Regions from separate parts of the Ovis aries genome. Here region 1 is linked to region 2. A link is a contact called in public Hi-C data. All regions are on one chromosome and are shown on one strand. Each heading gives the region's core, a stretch centred on a gene start, on an enhancer-like site or on the middle of the called end of the contact. The rest is flanking DNA. Distances are from core to core; before and after follow the strand shown. Region 1 holds the start of TMEM214 (transmembrane protein 214). Region 2 holds the start of DPYSL5 (dihydropyrimidinase like 5).

Region 1 (4,871 bases), core at 1,712-4,211, 170 kb before region 2:
GCTAATGCCGTTAGCTAACTACTTGTCTTACAGAACCTCCCGCATCCCTTAACTGGGTTCAACAGAGTCAATTCTGCCCAGTCTCCCCAGTCCTGGCCTCCCAATGGCCCCATCACAACCCTGAGCTCACCTTGCCTAGGTTCGTGGTGACAATCTTGGGCTTGTCTTGCAGAATGGCCTGGATACAGATGCGGTAACCGTGCAGTGACTCCCCTGGAGATACACATTCTCAGACCCATATATACTAATCAGCACCCCAAACCTGTAATCTCCCTTTTAACAGCTGAGAGCCCAGAACCCAGACCCAGGGAGTCCTAGCATCCTCCTTCTTTTCCAAGAGTGCTGGAATTAGCATGTTTCTCTGCTGAAACAGAACCTCTTCAGGTACTCTAGAAGCAGGAAAAAGGGGATTAGGTTCCCAAGATAGGACTGGCCTAATTCTCAAGGGACCCTCTCACCTGGAGTCTTATCCAGTTCTTGTAGCATGGTGAATAGACAGTGGTCAAAAAAGAGCTCCAGGGATCCTGCAGCCTTTGCCAGTAGCCCTCGGATGATGCCACGCAGCTCCCGGCTCACCAGGCTGTAGGGATAATCTGGGGTCGATAGGCCTCACATGAGAGCTAGCACCAGAAGCCTCTGCTAGCTCTGAGGCCTCTGCTTTGCTCCCTGAGAACTGTGAGGGCAGAGGTCACTGCACTGTGGCTGGCATCCTCCCTATTTCAATGAGGCCCAGAAACTTTGAAGCCATGCTAATCTGAGGACAGCTCAAATCACCCAGGTAAGTCAGGGCAGTGGGGGTCATGGGGCTCAATTACTAAGTAATGCGCTTACATACAGCCCTTTCAGAATTTTCTTCAACTCATCTGGAGAACTAACCGTGAGGATGCTGGCTAAGTGTGGGTTCACTCGGAGGTACTTGGAGCTTGTAGTTGAGATAGCTGGCCAGGTCCTTCAACCACACAGATGGGTTCCCAGAGAACACACTCTGGCTCTTGTCCAGTTCCTTCTGCAGATCTGCCAGGTCCAGCTGCCAGGAACACAGGCCCCTCATGGTGAATTGCGGGTGTAGAGTAATGGGGTAGAGGTGGGGAAATGGCTGAACTAGGTGGTGGCAGGAAAAACAAAGGGTTTCTGCTTTTCGATGCAAGTATGTGGAATGCCATACTTTTGTTGCATCCAGATCTTCAGGAACTAGAGAACAAGATAATTGTAACTGGTGATCTCAAGAACTAATACTCTTGGGTCCCTCACATGTTCAAGGGGAGAAACAGAAGACCGAAAGTGAAAGATCATTCCTTCCTTGGCGGGAGGAACCAGTTTTTCTAAACCCTCTGTGTATCTCTGGATTTTCCAGGTTTTCCTCTCACTAATCTATGGTTCTCTATAAACTCATTCCCTTTCTATCCTAAGCGCGGACACTGCATCCCACTGGGTTTCCATCCTTTCCTGAAGGCCTCCTCTTAGTCAGCAGTGTCCCTCATCCCACAGGTCCCTCAGCAGCCCGTCCCTGTCCCACTTCTTTCATCCTCTCTACTCCTCGGGTCCTCATTCTTCCCCTGCCTAAAGTCTCGGCACACTCACAGCTTTCAGTGCCTCCTCCAGGCTGCGAAAGCGGCCCTGCTTCTGGTTCTGGTTGGTGAGGGTCGCCACCTTCTTAGCCTGCTTCTTGTTCCCCGGTTTCTTAGGCTCCACAGCAGGAGGTGGAACCTGCTCCTTATTCTGCCGCTTCATGATTTTCTCAAAGCCCCGCTCATACAGAGTGCTTGTCGTCTGGATTGGAGCTGGGGTAATGACAGGCAGAGAAAGGGGGGCAGCCCTGAATCAGGAGGGCCTCACAGAAACAGTGGTCCCTCCCCACACACTGGCACTTAATCTCCAGAGAGGAGCCTGCCTCAAAGCCCCTTCCTGCATCCTGCTTAAGGACCCCTCCTGGTGGCTTCTTTCAGTTCCCACAGCTCTTGAGTTCATGGGCTCTTTCAGAGATAAGGCATTTCTTTATTAGGAAATCAGAGCATGGGAAAATTGGGCAGGTGGGCGGTGTCCAACACAGAGGGCTGGCTTCTTTATTGAGTGGCTACCAGTTTGGGAAATTAGTTTTCCCATCTTGGTTCTACGCCAGTTCCTCTTGGTTCTGATGTGACAGTTCTATAATCAACAAGTGGCAAACATTCTCTGCTCCTCCAGGAGGCTTTGAGGAAACAGGCACCGCTTGGAATAATACCTGATGGGTGTGGAGATGCGTACGGTGGATCATTTTCTCCCACTGCCGGGCATCATGAGCGTCCGGGTCCCCACGCCCACCCTCTACCTGCAGGTTACTTAAGGCGGGGGCCCAGTGTGTGATGAACCAGACAGCCTCTCCGCAGTTCCCGGACACCTGCCCGGCGAGGCCAGGCTATAGGGCTCGGGGACAGCTGGCAGGGAGTGTGTGCTGTCTGCTGAGAGTCCAAAGACCGGAATCCCGGTCCCCTCAAACAAGTGATCCTGGGCAAGTCGTCTAACTTCGTTGGGCCTCAGTTTACTCATGTGAGTGGCGAGGACGGCGACCTCCCTCGCGCTGTCTACCTCTTGTGAGGGTCAAGAGAAACGCCAGGGGAGCGCCGGCTGAACTGGGAGGTACCGATCCGCAGGAGAGCTCGCGACTCCAGGAGCTCAGGGGTGTTTGGACCATCTGGGTCCCGGTAGCTGCTCGCTACCACCCGGGGTGGGGAGGTGGGCGGCAGACCTGGGGCGGGGCGAGGGCTACACGGGGCGGCGGGCTGGGTGGGTACTCACGGGTCAGGTCGTACTTCCATACTCCGTTCGCCTCCCCGAGCGCCCGGCGGTCCCCTCCGCCGCCTTTACCACTGCCGCCGGCCCCAGCCCGCCGCCCCTTCTTCACCACCTCCCAGCGCCCCCCACCTGCCGTCTTGGCCGCCATGGTTCCGACCCTCCCGCCACGGCCACCTCCCCGAGCTTTCCGGTCCGGCGCGGACGCGCCGCGCTCTGCCACGTCTCCTCGCAGGGCTTCGCGGCGCGTGACGCCACCCGCAAGGCAGCTTGGTACTTGTAGTCGTTGGTGTTTGCCGGGTTCTTCCACGCTAGGGGTCGGCGCGGAGTCAGGAGCCTTTCTCAGCAAAACAAAACAAAACAAAACAAAACAAAACAAAACAGCCAAGCAAAAGATATTGAGATGAGAGGCTACTGCTTTCGGACAACTTTTATTGAGCCAACCAGTCCATCCTAAGGGAGATCAGTCCTGGGTCTGATCAGTCCTTCATTGGAAGGACTGATGTTGAAGCTGAAACTCCAATCCTTTGGCCACATGATGCGAAGAGCTGACTCATTGGAAAAGACCCTGATGCTGGGAAAGTTTGCGGGCAGGAGGAGAAGTGGACGACAGAGGATGAGATGGTTGGACGGCATCACCGACTCAATGGGCATGGTTTGGGTGGACTCCGGGAATTGGTGATGGACAGGGAGGCCTGGCGTGCTGCGGTTCATGGGGTCGCAGAGTCGGACACGACTGAGCGACTGAACTAAACTGAACATGGAAGTATTGGGTGACTTGGTGAAAATTTAACTGTTTCTGGTTTTCTTTCCGTTCTAGCTGTGCATAAAGGATGGAATGAAAATAATTCTTCTCAGCTCCTGGGAGAGTTTGTGGATGAAATGCTCCCTTTCTTCCAGGAAAGTGCTAGTTTTTCTGTTGCTAAAGATTAAACTTTGAGTTTAACGAGCTATTGAAAAAAGCTATTGTGAAGGAACAGGGAAGAGAGATGGAGCTTGAGGATTCCTCGCCTTGAGGCAGTGTTTGGAGTGGGGTGGGGCAGGAAGTGGAGTGCGGAGAGTCCTTCGAAAGGAGGCAGAGAAAAGTTTTGGCCCTGGGACAGCCAGCGCTGGGTTTCCCCTTGTGGGAAGTGGGAAAGAAAAGGCTCTGACTCCTTCCGCAGAAGTCAGTCCCAAGTCCCAGGTGTGGCAGGGAAGCGATCAAGAACAGAAGACCTGAGGAACTACTTAAGCAGGTTACCTGCTCAGACACTCCCTATCTCTGGAGGTCCCTTGGGCCATGCTTGTTGTATCACGTGAAACCTCAAAACTGGAAGCATCCTGGCAGAGGAGTATGAGTGAACGTGAACTAGAAGTGATTTATCATGATTAAGGAAATGTGCTATTTCATATGCCCTGCCATGCCAAGTTTTTTTCAGTCCTATCTGACTTCATTTGATCCTATGGACTGTAACCTGCCAGGCTCCTCTGTCCATGGGATTCTCCAGGCAAGAATACTGGAGTGAATTGCCCTTCTCCAGGGGATCTTCCCAACCCAGGGATCAAACCTGCATCTTTTAAGTCTCTTGCATTGACAGGATGGTTCTTTTTACCACTAGTGCCGCATGGGAAGCTTACTACTTAATGTACAGTCCCACATTTGACTATGAGATTCATACCTGCCATACTGAGGAACAGGCCAGGCAAGCATTTATCGTAAGAACTAGAGTCCAGCTTCCCACAGGATGCATAGTTTAGGGAGTGATGAATTCCTTAAGGAAGGAGATTAGAGAAGGCTTCCTAAAGGAGATGACACTGGAAATGTGTCCTGAGGAATGGGCAAATAGTCAATGGTTGGGGATTAGGGCAAGTGGAGAGAACAGGCCAGGTGTGTGGACTTGATGTAAGCAAAGGCCTACAAAGGTGGGACAAAGCGGGGCAAGTCTGGGAGACTGGAAGTAGTTCAATGTGACAGTGCTTCATGGATTTTGGAGGTGATGTGGTTGGACAGGGACCTGAGCCCTTATGCCAAGGTCCTTGCCTGTCACATTTTAACTTTGTCCTGCAGATCGTGGGAAGCCAGTAGGAAAGTGGCATACCTACTTTTGGAAAAGTAAGCGGGG
Region 2 (5,155 bases), core at 2,470-4,969:
CTCTGTGGACTTCTCTGTTGCCAGTGGTTAAGACTCCATGCTTCCGCTAGAGGAGGTGCTGGTTTGACCCCTGGTCAGGATACTAAGATCTCACATGCTGCCCATGTGGGCACTCTAGAATCTAGGGACATAGCGTCCTTTTCTATGGCCACCTGCCTCTCCTATCTGTCTCCCAGGCATTTTCACAGGGCAGGTAGGAGGATACTGCAGAAATGGGCTGGTAATACTAATATTCCTGATCTATGAATTGACTCCCCATGAGGAAAAAATTGGATTGGATGTTCACATAGTGCTCTAAAATAATAGGATTACACCCTTAAGTCCATAAAATTCTTTCAAGAAGAATAAACCAACAAAATACGTCTCACTGGAAGTTTTTTTCATAAGAAAAAGACCTTTAGTACCAGATTTTGGGTGTTCTAATATAGAGATTCTTGCTTTTCACTTACTCTGGGCTCCTCTGTCCGTGGAATTCTCTTGGCAAGAATACTGGAGTGGGTAGCCATTCTCTTCTCCAGGGGATGTTCCCGACCCAGGAATTGAACCCTGGTCTCCCACATTGCTGGAGAAGGCAATGGCACCCCACTCCAGTACTCTTGCCTGGAAAATCCCATGGACAGAGGAGCCTGGTAGGCTGCAGTCCATGGGGTCGCGAAGAGTCGGACACGACTGAGCGACTTCACTTTCACTTTTTACTTTCATGCATCGGAGAAGGAAATGGCAACCCACTCCAGTGTTCTTGCCTGGAAAATCCCAGGGACGGTGGAGGCTGGTCAGCTGCTGTCTATGGGGTCGCACAGAGTTGGACACGACTGAAGCAACTTAGCTCCCACATTGCAGACAGATTCTTTACTGTTTGAGCCACCAGGGATCCAATATAGAGATTCCTGGTTTTCACTTACCCTGGAGATAGACAGGCCTATTATTTTAGTTAAACACATCCAATGAACAACATTCCAGCTAGTCCTTTGTAAATACTGAGAGGCACCTCTACAAAGCATCCTCCTTTAATAAAAGTATCAGGACATAGCCTACTGTTGCTACTGCTGTGTATAGCCCAGGTAGGAAGAATTCACACTGTCAGCTACCATATGTGCTGGGGAATAGCTGACAGTCACATCACAGTCCATCAATCCGAGTAAAATCTTGAGGTTTCAAAGCCAGGTTATGAGAGCCCAAAGGCTCATCAGTCAACTTCAGGCCAAATATGTCACAGCGATTTTTCCTATGATGGTCTGCTCGTCATTGAGCCAAGCTTCTTCCTTCACTCTTGGAATAAAAATGCTTCTGTCTTGCTTTTTGTTTGTTTTGTCTTTTTAAAATGAATGACCATTTAAAAGTATAAGTCTATGCTAAAGAGTCTACCTTTAATATCAACTAAACAATCATCAAAGAAAATCTGTAAAACTGAATGTTGGCTTCTGGCTGTCATCTCACATGTTAAGACGCTGCTAGCCTGGTGTGAAAGACACCAAGCAAGCAAGACTGAATGCAAGCAAAGCTCTGTTGAGTCCTTTTTGTGTTTCCATTTCTGTCCATCTGCTTTCCCATGGGCAAGGAGACGCCTCCTATCACAGAGTTGTCCCTCTCTTAGGTCAGCAGACACTACAAGTGAAATCTGCAAAGGATGGATACACTGGCTTGGGTGTGGTCACCGGCAAAGGGAAGCACTGGTCCCCTAGCTGCCGGCTTTAAGACCAGGAGCTGCACCCACAGCGGGTAATCTCTACGACTGCGTCTCTTCCATTTTGTCAGAAACCGCACCAGCCCTGATTGCTCCCTCTAAGAACGCACAGCGCAGGCGTCCGCCTCTTCAGACAAAGCGGGCTACTCAGGGAGCCCGCTCCGTACCGAGGCGACCTCCACAGGTCTTTCCCCACCCCGACCGTCTCGTTGGTTGGTCAGCAGCAAGGGGCAGGGGGCGGTGCCGCAGCCAGAAGGTACCAAAGCCAGGGGCGGCGTCTGTCTGCGGGTCCCACAGTCTGGGGGGCGGGATGCGCGACTCACATCAGAGAATTACCAGTGGGGTTTGTTGCCCTAACACAAACCCCAAGAGAAGAGCACGTGCCCTTTGATTTCTCCGGGAGGGTTTTCTGCACCAGAAAACTGCACACTCGAGTTCCAGGGGTGCCCTAGCTCCTGGTGCGGAGGACACCAGTGCCGGCTATTGTTCTCCGGGCCTCCCGGGAGGGAAGCGGCCCCCATTTCGCCTCCCTGGCATCACCTGCCGCTGGACCAAGCCTTTCAGCTCTGCGAAGAAAAGGGTGTGCCTGTGGCGCTGCGGATTATCACAAAACCCTAAACGAGTCCCTAAGGGCTGGTGTCAAGCCGGGAGACAAAGCTCCTCACAGGGACAGCCGGCTCGGTCCCCGATCCGCCATCCCGAGTCCGTCGCCCGGTCCAAGAGCCACGCCCAGCCAGCCACAGGACCGCCGGGCCCCTCGCCTGGGCTGAGGGTCTTCGGGCCGAGACCCGCCTCCCCCCACCCCCCAGCTGCCTGCCCCTCCCTTCCCTGGAGACCTCCCTCCCCAGGGAGACCCCTCCCTCTCATCGCGTGGGTCTCCTCCTCCCCAGCGTCTACTCTTCTCTAACCCAGGCAGTCTCCACCCTCCCGCATCCCTCCTCCCCTCCACATCCTTCATCAGCCCCAGCCTCGCCTCGCGCCACCTGCTCCGAGCTCCGACCCTCCCTGCTCAGACCCTTCTCTTTCCTCAAACCTGTTTCCAGTTCCCCGTGCTCCCACCCATCCCTATGTTCGCATCTTTGCTCAAACGGAGGCCTCGCCTCCGCCTCTCCATCTCAGCTCCTCTCCAACTCTGACTCCTGCCTCCTCCCCCGGTCTGGGGCGTCGCCCGCCAAGATCGATGCCCCCGGGAGCGCTCCCGCGCTGGGCTCGGGCGAAGGGACTCCGCTTGGCGCCCGCTCTGGGCTGGGCAGCGAAAGGCGGTCTTTGTGGTTCAGACAGGTGCCTCCAGAGGCGGCCGGCGAATAGTCTACCCGTTAGCCGGACGTGGACGGGCCGCTGGGTCCGGTCCAGACTGGGCAAACTCCAAGCCGGAGGCGAGAGGGACAGAGGGTGTGTGTGTATGCCGGGGGCGTGGGGCGGGCGGGGGGCGGGGGGGAGGCGGGAGGTGATCCGCGCGGGCAGAGGACGGCGCCGATTTAAGGTATTGGGCAGGACGGGCCCACGGCCAGAGAAGCCCCCGCCCAGCCCTCCAGTCATTCACTGCACCTCGACGAGGCTGGGCGTCTACTGTGTCCTAGGAGCGAAACCCTTCCACCAAGCCAGCCTCCTCACCCCAGTTCTTTGCAATCCCACGAGCATCTATTAAACGCCTACTATGAATAAGGTACCGCTCGGCGCTCCGGGAGCTCTGTGGGCTTACAAAGAGGAACCGATTCGGGTCCCAGTTTAGCCCGAAAAGGCTGCCCCGAATTCCAAACCACACCTCCCGCCGCGTTCCCAGCAGCCGGTTCCCTAGGCGCACTCCGACCCCAGCTCTATTGTGCCCCTCCCAGAGAAACAGATTGTGTGAGATGGACGTCCCAGCCCGGGGAGAATAAGCCCACCGCCCGCCCTGCCATCACCCACTCCTCCGGGATGCCGCGGCTGCGGGGTTCTGTCGGTGGGTGGGTTCTCCTCCTGTCTCGCCGCGGCGCCGGCGCTGCGGGTGCTCTGGGCGGCGCGGCTGCACGCGCGCTCGCTCGATAGCCGCCTTGGCGCGCGGGGGCTCCGAAGTCCGAAGCGGCGAGCGGGGGAGGGGACTTGGGTGGGGGCTGGAGGAGGCCTCCGCCAATCATGGGAGCGACAGCTCCTCCCCAGCACTCCCCACCTCGCGCTAGCAGGTTAGGGGGAGGCGGGGACCGGCGGCGCCCTGCATCCTCGGCGGCGCGCGCGGCCACCGCCTGGGGACTACAACTCCCGACAGGCCCTGCCGAGGGGCCAGGGTCCGAGAGGGGAGGAAGGGCGCGGCCCGAGAACCAGCCGACCCCCGGGTGCCATTCTCCGCGTTCCTTCGGATTTCCATGGTGACTCAAGACACTTCACAAAGCCCAGGCGCTTGGACGCGCTGATGCACGGGTCCCCTGGGACGGCTACCGCGTCCCCTCCCCCCACAAGACCCCACCCGAGAGGCTGGAACAATGTCCTCGTCGCCTCTCCTCGGCTGCTGGCTGCTGCCGGCCCTGTCCTTCTCTGCAGGCCGGGCTAAGGCCGCCTGATTACCGCCAAGATCCAATCCTACCCTGGGTGCCCAGCGGAATTGTAGGATGGAGAGGGCGGGATGTAGTTATAGGAAAATGTTCCCATGTACAACGTGATCGGCCACGCGGGGCCACCTCAGTTCGCATCTGTTCCTTCTGGGGCCTCGAACCCGGAGTTCATGCTCTCGGCTACCGCTTCTCCATCCAGGGCTCTCTGGTCCAAGCTGCCCGTCCAGTTTCTTGAAACCTCCTATCAGGGCATGGTGAAGCCTTTGGAAATGTTTTGTAACTCAATTTACCTTCGCTTCACCCTTTTTCTTCAACTTTTGCATACACACATAATCTAACAAAATCAACAAGTCTAAAAAGGGGAGGATCACCAGGCCTTTACCTCCTTCCAAATAGCCTCTCAACCCTTTACCGGTTATCTGTTCTTTCCTGTAGTTGTAATAATAGCTTAGATACAGTTCAGTAATTTGCCTGAACTTAATGCGTTGCTGTTGATACAGTGTTAAAATGCAGCACTGAGTCCTCATTCCAACCTGAGGGAACCCCAAGGGGCTGCTGCAGAAGCACCTCCCCAGGAGGGCCCCTGGGAAGTGGTGAAGATGGGGGAGTTCCCTGACTGTAGCTGCACAACCATGGCCCCAAGAGATGTTTCTCCTGGCAGGATATTTTCAAACAAAACTGTGCTTCATTACACCAGAAGGCCTTCCCACCGACCACCACACCCCGACCCTGTCTCAGCAAAATCTGAGGGTGCCTGGCCTCCAGAGGGCCCACGGAAGTGAGGTCTCATTGGGTCACTTGCTCTGTGCTCCTTTGCTGTAGGCTCAGAGCCTGCAGCCCACTAGGCTGGCAGTTGGACCTCACTTCTGGATTACCACCACAGAGCCTCCACTTTTCCTGGGAGGAAGGTTTACTTTTCCACTCCCTCTCACATCCTGAGCTT

Evidence for each region. A called contact is a pair of places that touch in the nucleus more often than the background predicts.
Region 1: a Hi-C map of liver shows a contact between it and region 2, with 2.3 times the contacts expected there. The contact joins the promoter of TMEM214 here to the promoter of DPYSL5 in region 2. A contact is called at or near these places in 4 of 16 Hi-C or Micro-C datasets (hypothalamus, liver and tail adipose tissue).

What each region holds. Positions count from the first base shown.
Region 1 is chr3:34,116,015-34,120,885 of ARS-UI_Ramb_v3.0, reverse strand. It overlaps TMEM214 (transmembrane protein 214), which reads right to left and starts at 2,961. Exons shown (of 17, transcript XM_042245892.1): 1 at 2,902-2,961; 2 at 1,582-1,781; 3 at 877-1,027; 4 at 459-593; 5 at 131-213. The coding sequence starts at 2,920.
Region 2 is chr3:33,947,471-33,952,625 of ARS-UI_Ramb_v3.0, reverse strand. It overlaps DPYSL5 (dihydropyrimidinase like 5), which reads right to left and starts at 3,719. Exons shown (of 13, transcript XM_004005741.5): 1 at 3,593-3,719.